Linked DNA regions of Gossypium arboreum: region 1 is linked to region 2. The links are chromatin contacts, called in public Hi-C maps. All regions are on one chromosome and are shown on one strand. Each heading gives the region's core, a stretch centred on a gene start, on an enhancer-like site or on the middle of the called end of the contact. The rest is flanking DNA. Distances are from core to core; before and after follow the strand shown.

The links. Hi-C and Micro-C count contacts between places; a contact is called where the count stands out from the background.
Region 1: a Hi-C map of leaf shows a contact between it and region 2, with 2.1 times the contacts expected there. The contact joins the promoter of LOC108479856 here to the promoter of LOC108478348 in region 2. A contact is called at or near these places in 2 of 5 Hi-C or Micro-C datasets (both in leaf).

What each region holds. Positions count from the first base shown.
Region 1 is chr12:4,550,745-4,557,177 of ASM2569848v2, reverse strand. It overlaps LOC108479856, which reads right to left and starts at 2,910. Exons shown (of 4, transcript XM_017782679.2): 1 at 2,527-2,910; 2 at 40-1,484. The coding sequence starts at 1,429.
Region 2 is chr12:4,396,961-4,403,574 of ASM2569848v2, reverse strand. LOC108478348 (universal stress protein PHOS32) reads left to right here and starts at 1,537. Exons shown (of 5, transcript XM_017780799.2): 1 at 1,537-1,961; 2 at 2,050-2,129; 3 at 2,881-2,999; 4 at 3,203-3,279; 5 at 3,377-3,642. The coding sequence starts at 1,730. The coding sequence ends at 3,402.

The DNA of each region.
Region 1 (6,433 bases), core at 1,661-4,160, 150 kb before region 2:
CATTAGCTTCATGATTACAGAGGCAACATAAATACATACCTGAAAGAAGGCTCTTCTGGAAAACATCCAATTCCATCGCGTCAGTTTCAACTGATGATTCATTCTTTAAACAAACAGTAGAAGTTCTGATGTCCCGAACATTTTCTTTTCTTTCACTATCTGTAGAGCTCTCCAGAGGTTGCAGTTTTACTCCTTGCTGACCATGGAAACTGAAACTGGGAGATAAGCTCAGGAACTCATTGAACATTTTTCCCTTCAATTTGGGGGAGACTGTTGCATCTCTGAACTCTTGTCCTCCTTCAGTTAAGTTAACACCAGTCTTCTTTGTAATGAAAAATTGGTGAGTTGTTTGAGAAATCTTGGAGGGACCTGTGGGTAATTCTTCCACAGAATCAATAGTGGCACATATTCTCATAGTCTTGACATCATGAACAGAACGAGGTATTCTTGGCAGCAAGAGATGTTCATCGTATGCTTTTCCTGATTTCTCAGCCTCAGGACTGCCCAAGCTTGGAAGCAATCTAAGACTAGAATCATATTCCACTTCCTGACTCTGCTTATTCTGACTATTGTTTCTTGACTGATCATTAAGTAATAAAGGTGCAACATTCTGCCCGGACAGTGAATTCTCCACTCTTCTGGACTCGAAAAGGATATCAGCTTTCTTCTCATGGACCCAAAAGTTAGAATAGCTGCAAAGTTTAGCATCTGCGAGGTGCTCTTTGGATGCTACAACAGGGCTTGGTTGATCAATGTTTTCATGCTGATAAGTGAAGGACTGTGTTGGAGCTGCAGCACTATGCAGTACATATGGTACAATTTTAGAACATGACCCAACATCATCCAGAAAAGATGATGAAACAGCTAAAGTGTTGTTTTCAAGAAATTCATGAGGCTTGATCAGCTTCTGAGGTACTCGTGATATGCCCTCTGGATAAGCCCACTCACTTCTACCCAACCCAATAGAATTATGGCCATCATTGAGATCAATTTGATACTTCACTGCCTCACCGCCAGATGAAGTACCTGCATCATTCTTAGAAGACATGGCATTCTCCCTATTCCCTAAATTGCTGAACAGTGGAAGAGGCTGTCCATCTAAAATTTCTTTCCCCGACTTCATTGAAACCATTCTCAGACGCTTCTTCAAGGTGTCATCTGTTCTGTCTTCAGAAACGTCTCTAAATCCTTGAGAATAGTTTGAAATATTCGCTGCAATTTCAGTCCTAGAAAGCAAAGGATGCTTCTTAAAATCTTCGTGATCATCTTTTTTCGGTCCAGGGGAGTGCAGTAAATGACTGCGAACCTCAGTGGATGGTTTGTGCCTTGCATGTTTCCAGTGATCCATCCAAGCAGCTTGGTAATGATTCATAGATTTCCTAGCTGTTCCATCACTATCAGAATCTGATTTTGCAACACGATCAGACATGATATGATCAATTCTATTTTAATTTCAGAAGTCTCAGAGGCTCATTGCACCTTAACTGAAAAAAAAAATCAGCAAACACCATTAAACATAATATCCATTAGGTTCCAAAACAAAATTCAAAGAAATTAGAAATCAGAAATTAAAAAACAAAAGAAAATCCAAATCTAATGCTCATAAAGGCCAGTAAATGGAGCTTAGTGGAATTGAAGGATCAACAAATTATATGCGTAACTAATTACCCAATTTCAACCCATAAAGCAGGGAACCTCAGACGTGTAAATTAGAAACCTTAAGGTTGAAGCAGCCAAAGAGTTCTTTGATTGCACTAGTTAAACCCTTATGATCAATCCAGGCTCCCAAAGTTACAACGTTTGGTCCCTCCTACGAATTTTAAACTGGATAGCACGATCCCACATATACTATAAAAGCGATATATTTTACAAAATCAAGCAATCCGTAGTTAAATTTCCAAAAAGGTTGATTTTAGCATATTCTTGTTTGATTGTTCCTAGTAGGAAGATAAATTTAGGATTATTATTAATTTTCTTGTTTAGAACCTATATATTAGGCATTGATCTTTTCTCCATTGGTATTGAAAGTTCTTCTAAATATTTAATTATTATTTTGTTCTGTATCCAAAAAACATATATTATTTTCGTTAAAAACTAACTTAATTACCAATAAACAAATATTTAATTATCTATTAGAAAGGACGTTTCACATTGTAACGTAACGTATTTATAATAAATAAAGAAGTACGTTTGGATTCTGGAGTTCATTCCATGAACCGAATCTATCCTTTTCAAATAAAGAAGAAAAAGAACAGCACAAAAAAGACTACTTACTCATCCTTTCCCTTATTTTATATTTCATCGCTACTAATAAAACGGATTGTACTGTTCCGTAAGCAAAATTAGAGAAACATAACTCATAAACTACTCAAGCAGAGCAGGTAGTAAAAAATCGGAAGAAGTCGAAACGAGTAAACAAGCTCCATGCACCAACTAAACAACAACCGAAGATGCTAAAAGAAAGCAGTATTGAAGCGAGCAAGCAATAAAGAGTAAAAATTAAGTCAAAACCGCGTAAGAACTCACCTCAAAAGGCTGAGAAAGAGGAATCAAGAGTTCATGAAGAAAAGAAAGAAGGAAGATGAAGGAGAAGAGAAAGAGTGAAGCACAGATCCATGGAGAATATAAGATCAGAAAATAAGGAAAAATGTATAGTTAAATTGGGGAATTTTGAGAATTTGTGGACGGTGGAAGAGATAGAAAAAGGGGGAGGGGGGAATGAAGGACGGGATGTAATTGGTGAAAGAAGGAAAGAAATGAAAGGAAAAAGAAGGCATCTTAGGAAGCCGAGAGCCACATTTTCACGTGTCTTTAGCGAGTCGAGCCGATGAAATTTGGGAGCTGAATTAAACCAGGGTCCCACACACCTGCACTTTTCTATTCATATATTTTTAATGAGTTTTTACTTTTTGACGCGAATTATGGTTGTAATGAAAATGCTAATTTATTAATTCAATTGCACCATGCTGTCCTATCTATATGACACAAGCAAAAGATATGTATTTTAATGATATGACAACGAAAATAAATTTAGAGTGAAGCCAAAAATTCTTTTAGAGATCTCATAAAATTTTAATTTTTATGGTTTATATTTTTATAATTTGTAAAAGATTAAGTTAAATTTTTATAATTTTAGGACGGGTTAAAATATAATTTTATTTTTATTAATTTAAAATTTTAAAAAATATAAAGTCTTAAAATAAAATTTTTCATTTTAAGAGGCCCGCCCATACCAGCCCTCCTTGACTACGCCTGAATAAATTTAATCAAATTTTAATATAAATTAACATTCTAATTAGCATTTTAATTTGAATTTAGAATTCTAATACAAAGTTGATTCATTTTCTTGATTTTGAAATTTACCAAATTTAACAATATTTGTTTTTTTCGAAATCTATGTTTTTTAATTGGCTCTTAGGAAATTTGGACCCACAGTAATATTGCATCCTTTTGAGTTGCACCAACTTATGATATTATATATATGATTTCTCTGTGTAAAGGTATATAGTCCAAAACCTTTTTACATGTTGGCTCCGAAATATTTTCTTCCCTTTCAAAATATCTTTATTTGTCAAGAATAATAAAAAAAATCCCCAAAGGTCTCGCATCATTAGACCAGAGTTGGAGGGTTTGGGTTTAAACCAAAAAATTTTAAACGACTCGTTTTTTAAACAGATTGAGTTTTGAGACTTAAATTTACAAAAAATATTACTTTTTTGCTGCTATTTTGTCATTATTTTATTGGCGTTTCGTTATCATTTTGTTATTATTATTTGAATATAATATAACTTTTATTTTATTATTAATTTTGTTATTATTTTAAATGTATTTACTTGTTAAGTTGTACTTATATTAGTGTTATTTAAGTGTAAATAATTTTTAATTTAATTTCAATTTGTTGGAAAATATTTATTTTAATATTTTTAGTGTATTTAATGTATTATATATTTTAATTTTTATATAAAAATAATATAAAAATTAATACGGATAAGTCGAACTGGGCTTAAGTTTTAGTGTCTTTTGTTTGAACCGGACCCGAACCTAGAAAACAAACATAAAATTCTATTGAAGCCCGATCCATAATCACTTCTACACATCATATATGATATATATTAATAAATACATTTATAAATGATCATTAAATAAAACAAAATAAAGTAAGAACCCTTCTATCCTCTCTTGCAAGTTTATTTCATAAGTTGAGAAGCTCTCAGGTTAATCTTAAAACAATCAAATAGTTTAAAATAATTTTAATTCGATTAATCTACAACAATTTTATTCAAATTCAAATAACATTTAAAATATATAATCAATTTAATTATTTTTGTTTTCAATTACTAATCAAGTGGTGAATTGTGACAAAGCACAATCAACCTAATTAGGAATCTAACCAATAAATAAATACAATATTTAACTTACGATAACATTAAAAATGAGAGTGATCTAATTTTAACCAACAAATTCAATTTATTTAAGCTAAATTACTCATCCATACCACAAAATTATATATATTACCACATACACAATTATGAAGTGGGTCATAAGTATTAGAATGAATTAAACAATTACAAATTTAATTATTCTAATTGATGACAATTATTTTAAGTTATCAAATAACAGTCGAATATTTAATAAACATGAATAATTGTAATTCAAACTGAAGATGTGAAAATACTAAAGAATTAAGAAGGACTAAGAACAAATTAGATCTCACGAATTTACAAGATCAAACTTCAAAAATCCTTTAACTAGGGAGTTTAGTATGCCATAAAGTTGAAGAACACAATAAACAAATAGATAGCAATAAAGTCAGAAAATAGCCAAAAGTCCCTACCTTCCTCTAAAAAAATCTTGTATATATTGCCTAAATAACCTAAATTAGGTTACAAGAGCTTGCTTGAAGTTGTAGATCTCATAAAGGACCAAAATGACCTTACACTCAACTTGTGATGCACGCTCCGTTTCTTTTCCGACGATCCTCAGACTTTAACTTTAAGCTCTAATGAATCTAACCCAACTCACAAAAAACCTAAATAATTATCAACTACTAAAATCAGTTAAAAATTAAACATAATTAAATAAAAACTTAAACATATGCAAATGAGACATTAATCATGCAAAAATAAGCTAAGATGCAATATTTCATTTAAGAATCAAATGAAAGGCTAAGTATAAGGACTAAAACATATATAAAAAAAACTGGAGCACTTATTGATGCAAATGGGTGTTGATATAATTAATTAATTAAATTATTTTTTCTCAAGGTTGTGGATCCTAAAAGTTTTAAAGTAATTAGTTCATGACTATCATCTAGACGTAAAATTTTTTATTTATATTTCTTAGAAGATCTTGTTAGCCAAAAATGACTTAAGAAATTATGTAGCGGAAATCAAAATAGAGTCCTCGAAGAAGGAATACTGCAAATTATCATACCTTTTTAAGGAACAAGTGCGTTTTGATCAGGTACGTATTTGATGAGTATTTGAATTTCGTTTGATGTGAAACTTTTAGTTTTCATATGACTAAAGTGCTAAACATCATAGAAAAAAGTTGGGTCTTAAATACAATATTAGGTTTTAGGAAATATCAAATGTCAAATTCCCTAGGGTTTCTGGAAGTTGATTTGTAAGATTGAGGCTATTGTTTTTGTTTTCAACTCTTCTTTTAATAACAATCTTCAACTCTATGAATTGGACTTGTTGAGTAAGATTTTGTCATGTTGTATTAAAGGAAACACAAGGGGTATTTATATATATCCTTACTGCTACTATTACAGCTCACAATAGGGCCCACTGTTTTATCTTAGCTTTTGGGCCGGGGGCATTGATATTCCTTGTCCCTGGTGCTAACATTCTCTGGGCCTCCTTTGGCTTATTGGACACTTACATGTGGAGCATTTGGTCCTTTTTGACCCTAGGACTGACTCTCCTAGTGAATCTTGCACCTGTCAGTCATGAGCGAGGGTCCTCTTCACAGATACAGCTCACAACCTAGCCCTTGCGAGGTTTACGCGAGCTCTCCCACAAGAGCTATCTTTACAAACATCTTGCATTCCTGCAAGGTCCTTAGCTAACTGTGACTATAGGCAAACATTCTTATTTCAGGTCAGGTTTATCCGGGTCAGAGGTCCATATCCCATCGGTCATTTCGACTATTGGTTCCCAAATCCTAACAGGACTATTCATATGGATTATTAAAGTTTTTAAAATTTGGATTTAAATTCGAGAATCATAAGCTTTGGTGAAACCTTAAGTTAAGGTTCCAACATTCATTGTAAGGTTTAGGGAAGTTCAAAAGTCGACAACTTTATCATTTGAGTCCAACCATTTTCCATAAACATTTGATTTATGAAGAAAATGGGTTTTTATGAAGGTATAGAAGGGTTCATTGGGATTGGTGATAGCATGGTCCACATATGAGGAATGTTAAAAAC
Region 2 (6,614 bases), core at 288-2,787:
TAAAATTTTAGGCCCATTTCTATGCTCGGGCCGGTTTGACCCAAAAATGGGCCTAAAAACTTGTCCAAGTTTGACCCAGATTAAAAATGCTAAATTCAAGTCTGATTCGACTAAATGCGTATTTATTTTTATATAAAACGAATTTAAAAATATAATATTTTAAATACACTAAAACATTAAACAAATTGAAAATACATTTTTTTAAATCTGTAATTAAAAAATACTAAGATAGTTGCAACTTAACAAGCAAATGCCTCTAAAATAGTAGCAAAATTAACAATAAAAAGTTATATAATATCAAAACAATGACAACAAAATAGTAGCAATATAATATCGAAATGGCAACAAAACAATAGCAAACAACAATAGAAAAGAAAGTATAAGCTGATTCGAGTCGAGCCCGGGCCAAAAAATCCTACCAGGCCCTAGCTCGTTTAAAAAATAGGCATTTTTTGTCCAAGCCCATTTTTTGGGCCTACATTTTTGTCGAAACCCTCCCACTTTTCGAGCAGGCCTTCGGGCCTAGGAGGGTGGTCTAACCCATGATCAGATCTAATTTGGACTATAAACTCAAATATTATAAGGTTGATGCTAATTATGAAAATAGAAAAGGTTCTCTTGCACGATATCGTGAGGTTTGATACCATTCGAGAAAATGGCGTCAGACACAAACACCATAGACAACTCACAAACTCTTTAATTTTAGACATTCAAGGTTTCGAAATGTAATTGATAAGACAATTGTTGCTTTAAAAAACATTTCTCATATTAATATCACCTTAGTATAACATAAGAATCAATGTTGGATCGTACTAACATGTTGCATATTTCATAACTACAACCATAGAGGGAATTGAGATGATCCATACTTCATAGAGTACATGGAAGAAAGAGGTCTTGATAATTTTAATGATGCGGATTCAAATTTAGATGATGATAAACTTGGTTAAGGACCAAAATATAATGATAAGAAGTATATGTTAAATATTAAAGAGGAATAACTCAATAAACATGCACCATAGCAATTAGATAAAATTGTATATAATATTTACTTTTCTTGTTATTTTTATTAGTTATCGATTATCAACTTTTTTTATACTAACATAACATATAACTTTTGTTACTTGTTTAAAATTGTTTTTTTCACATAATAATTTTTATAATAATTAATATTTTAAAAATATAAATACTATAACTTTGTAATTATAACTTGTACTATCAAATATTATATGAGAAATTATGATGTAATTACACTCTATTAGTCAAACACGACTAAAAATTATAATTCTTCATAATTACAAAAGATTACACTTAATACCTTAATAATTACAAAAAAAAAGAATTTAATTAATATACTAATAATTATACTTTCATCCAATTAATCTACCCTCAAAACATGCCGTAAATATATTGTAATCTTTAAATTCTACTAATTTAATCAAAAGAGTAAATTAAATAGTCAAGGGAAGCATGGGTGGGACCAAACTACTTTCTTACTGAAAAAACCTGCCTAATCTATGACTAGTCGACACGACACGGTTTCAAAATTGAAACACGTAATTCATGCGCCTGTCTATGGCGGCTACAATTCAAAAGTTCGGTCTCGTATTTCAATTCATCATCTTCCAACAACGAAACTCTAGCAAATCAAACAAAATCCTGGAAAACCCGAATTCAGAAACGAAAACAAGATTTCTATTTTCTTTCATTTTGGGAATTAATCAACGAAATGGAGACGGTGATGGAAGATGAAGAGTACAATTACAGAGAAGTAATTTTGCCTTCGCTGGTCCCAGTAGTCCCAGAGCCAGCACTAGAGAGGGAAACAGGGGAGAGAAGGAGAGGCAGAGATATACTCATTGCTATTGATCACGGCCCCAAGAGCAAACACGCCTTTGATTGGGCTCTTATTCACTTCCTCAGGCTTGCTGATACCATCCATCTTGTCCATGCTGTTTCCAGTTATAACTTATGTCATAGAAATAATCGATTTCTAGATTATTAGCTTACTTATTTCTCAAATTTTTTCTGGGTTTTTTTTCTTTATAGGTGTCAGAAACGATGTGGTTTATGAAATTAGTCAAGCTCTTATGGAGAAGTTAGCGGTCGAGGCTTTTGAGGTTACCATGGTTAGTTCTTCATCTTTTATTATCATTTGCGTCATTAGTATGGAATTGTTATTGCGAGATCATTATGTCTGTTGTGTGGACATTTTAAATTAGGTTGATTATTGATCCATCTATTGTTGTGTCTATTATTTCCATAGATGAGTACATTGATATATGTGGATTACTGACAATTTCCATGGGATCAATTGTAATATCTACATATGTTTAGGTGCATAATGCGAAATAGAGGTTGGTTAGTTTCATTTCTAGAACTTTTAATAACATTTATAGGGTACGTCCAAACTTCAAATATAAATCAACAATATTGACCAACTAAAATCTTGAACCATGATTTGATCTTCTATTTGCACCTAAAGTTTTAAATTGATCAATGTCAGTGTCGTCAATGGTGCAAGGAATAAACCCTCCAAGGCGCAAAAAGTGCATGGTCTTTTTTTTTTTGGTATATATGTATAAAAGAACCCTCGTTGGTCCATAGCCCTTCGAATATTCTGTCAAATGTCAAGATGGTTCACTGTTTTAGCTATTTAAAGGTTTAAGATGATCAATATGAACAGATTGTTTTTAATTTTTCAACGGGATATGCTAGTTAGAGTACACAATTATCTGTTGCTTTTGGCATTTATACATTATAATTGAATTAAACTTTAGGGTAGTGTTTCCTTTGCATGCCCCTAGTTCCAATATAGCTTTGAGAGTCAAAATTATTTGGTGTTTGGATTTTCTGAAATTTATAGTTTCTTCGAATTAGGTGAGGACTAAAGCTCGAATAGTCGAAGGGGATGCCGGTAAGGTAATTTGCAAGGAAGCAGAGAGGTTGAAGCCAGCAGCAGTGGTTATGGGAACTCGTGGTAGAAGCTTAATTCAAAGGTCTGATTTAATCCTCAATTTCATGTTACATCTTTCTATATAGATGTCACTTTTCTGAATGTTCTTATGTTTAACACCTGTGTTGGACTTATATCTACACATGAGTATGTAGCTATGCCTTAAGATATCCTCCAAATACATGGAAAAACTAAATGACTCCATTATTCCCTTGCTCTTCCCTCATCATATTCATACCTTTGCAGTGTATTTCAAGGAAGTGTAAGCGAGTATTGCTTCCACAACTGCAAATCCGCACCCGTAATAATCGTACCTGGGAAAGGTACTAACCCTAACCAATAGAGACCACTAGTTCTATTTCATTTGTATTCCTTGGAAACTTTGAATGATTCACACATTCTGTTTTTATAACTCGGCAGAAGCTGGAGATGAATCACTGATATAGTGGCAAAGGCAATGGTTAACTTGAGAAACCATTAGTCATGGAATCAATTTGTTTGCTTGTAGCACTGTATGTAAAGATAGATTGCTTGGTTGTTTATCTGAATGTTTGCATGTTATGGCTGTGTTGCTTCAGAGCCTCTTATCTAGTGTTACCATACGATATATTGTGTGTAATTTTATCGGTATTTGGTATTTTGATTTTTATTTCCCGAATTTATGCATCCGAAGTTGTCATCAAGAATTACCGACCGCCTGAACCGGACTTCAAAAGGTACCTTAGCTTTCACAGCAAATTCATATTTCTACAATGGCAATCTAAGACTAAAGTTGCCTTGACTATCTGATGGTAATCTTTGCCTAGTCTAAAATTTCAACTTTGCAATATGCATTCATTGAATTTGGCCCTATATCTGCATTGTAACAAAAAAAAAGAAGCAGCTATTTTCTAAAAATCTAAGCAGATTCAGTGATATTAAAGAAAACATCACTTTCAAAAAAGCTTCAATTATATCTGAAACTTGTGTGGAGTGAGAGGCTGTGATTGGTTGATAAAGGTGTCCCGGAGTTGAAGCAACTTCTTGTGAACAAAAATTGAGGGTTCATATCTCATGGTCCTACCCTTAATATTCCTTTTTCAAAATCTGAAATGTTTTCAGTTTCTTTTTACACATATTACTAATACAAGATTCAAAGGGTGTAATGTTGATGTTGGTGAGGAATCTTGTTCAACATAAAGACACAAGAAGTGGGTTTATAGTTGATCCAAACATGAAATAGCCCAAAACGCAAGAGGGATGGACTTTTTATTGCCTTGGAAGTGCAGTTTAAAAGAAAAAAAGAAAAAATGGGTCCCAAGAAAGTGAAAAGGCAATCTATCATATTTCACCATCAACATATAACAAAGAGAATCAAAGAGATCTTGGCAGTGGATGATAAGAGGTCCACCCCCTTTCGCTATTTAACTTAAGGCTTGAAAATGAAGGAAAGGGTGAGAAGGCTATTCTGTGACTCTCAAAGAACAAGTAGATGTCAATGCCCGCCCTTCTATGGTCCCCCGCCTTCTCCTAATGCCCTTCTTTTTAATTGCAGCACTGATTATAAATTTTCCCACCTCTTTCTATAATTATACCTAATTTTCAGAAGCTTTTGCTTTGCTTGGCTTGGCTTGTAGTAATTCATTGGCTTCCTAACATGAAACTTGAAAATAAATTTTGGGTTGTTGCTGCACAAAGTAATGGATTGGAAGGTTACAAATTACAAATTACAAATTACAAATGCCCCTGCCATGATCAAAAGTGTGTCCTCCAACATATAGTATGTTGTTTCTTTCTTTTTTAATCAAATATTTGTGTCTAACAATCGTGTTTAATGTATATTCAAGGTCAAATTTTATTATTAGATTTTATATATTTTTTGTAATACATGTATTTTAATTTGATCAATTTTAGTTCATGTATTTTTGAATTTTAAAATTTTGATCTTGACCAAGGAATAGCAATTAAATCTTTTGGTTAAATTCTACCATTAATCATGTATTATGTGTAAAGTTATAAATTTAGTCTATATTCTCTAGATTATTCTTTTTTAAAAAAATTAAAATCTTATATAGGAAAAGAGAACAATAATAAACTAAGAAACATCTAAATCCCAAGCTAATAGGCATACTGTGCACCCTATCCTATGTCCAACTACATTGTTCTTATTTGTTATATATTTTCAAATTTCAAAATTTTAATCTTAATGTAAACAATAGTCTTAAATCTATTAATTAATTTTTGTGAGTAATATATGAAAATAGTAAGTTACATGACACTACACAAGCAATTATATATTTGCCACTTCAAAATTTAAAATAGCAAATTTAACTAAATGAATTTAACAGCTTTGATTAGAATTAAAACTGTTAAAATTCTAGAAATACAATGACTTAAAATAATCAAATTAAAGAATAAAACCGTAATTTACATGTAATACATATGGATTGATAACAAAAATTTAACCTATACTCAAACATGAAAATTAAGGGTAAGACCAGGCTCGGTCTTGGGGATTGTTTGAGAGTGCAGCTGTCAAGGGCCCAGTGCTAAAAGGGTCTAAAAAAATTTATTTTTTTTCAGCTTTTAACATGAGAAATATTTTTTTTTTTAAATTTTTCACCATAAATGCTTCATCTACTAGGGCCCCAAATGCATTACAATTTTCACCATAAATGTATTACATTTTATAACTTTTTTAAAAGAGAACCAATTTATTATTTCGTCTAAGTATGACCTTAAACGTCTTCCAACTAGGGTGTAAATAATATAGAGATAAAAATTATATAAACAATAATTGTTGGTTGAGGTTGTAGTAATGTGTAAAAATACAAATTCAAATGTGGAAAAAACATTCATTCAAATATAAGAAGATAAAAGGGGGGATGAAGTTGGAAATAGTAATGATACAGGGTGCTAGGGGAGTTTAGATATAAATAAAGTTGACAATGAAGTTGCCCCCTTTTTGTTGCTTTGATCACCCACACGACACCAGCAGTTAATGTTCATCTACAATTTGCATAACATATTTCTCCACATTTATCCATTGTTATATCAAACTTTTAGGTTTTATTTTATTACTTTGTTGTCGTGCGCTGGTTTTAGTAAGACGGTTATATTATCATCACTTTATACTAATAGACAAATGAGAAAAAAATCAAAACAATTATTAATTTATTTATAGTGTTTTATTTGGATTGGTGTTATTAACATCAACTCAATTATAAATTTATTAAAATATTATTTCATATACAAATTAAATTATATTTTATAAATATGGATATGATATTTTATACTTAATACTGGTTGATGTTCATAGATATTATGATCACACAGTTGCCAAATGATTGAATGAATCAAAGGTAAATTTGAGGCCGTAATTTTGATGCAATTATGCACTAATTATCAGTGTCTCAATCAAATATATTACATACTATTATTATGTCTGAAAAGAGTAGGAAGATGGTCCAGTAGTAGGTTCGATGTCCGCTGTCTTTGATGCTGGACTGCTTCAAGTTGTCACTTATGGTTCTTCCAACAACGGAACAACGTGTGCCACTGGGATTAATCTATGCATTTCCCCTCAACATCATCAAATTTTGTGGTGTTTCTTGCATTATCAACTATAGTGTTAATGAGGCAGTGAAACTTCAAATAAACTGTGTGATTATTAAAAAAT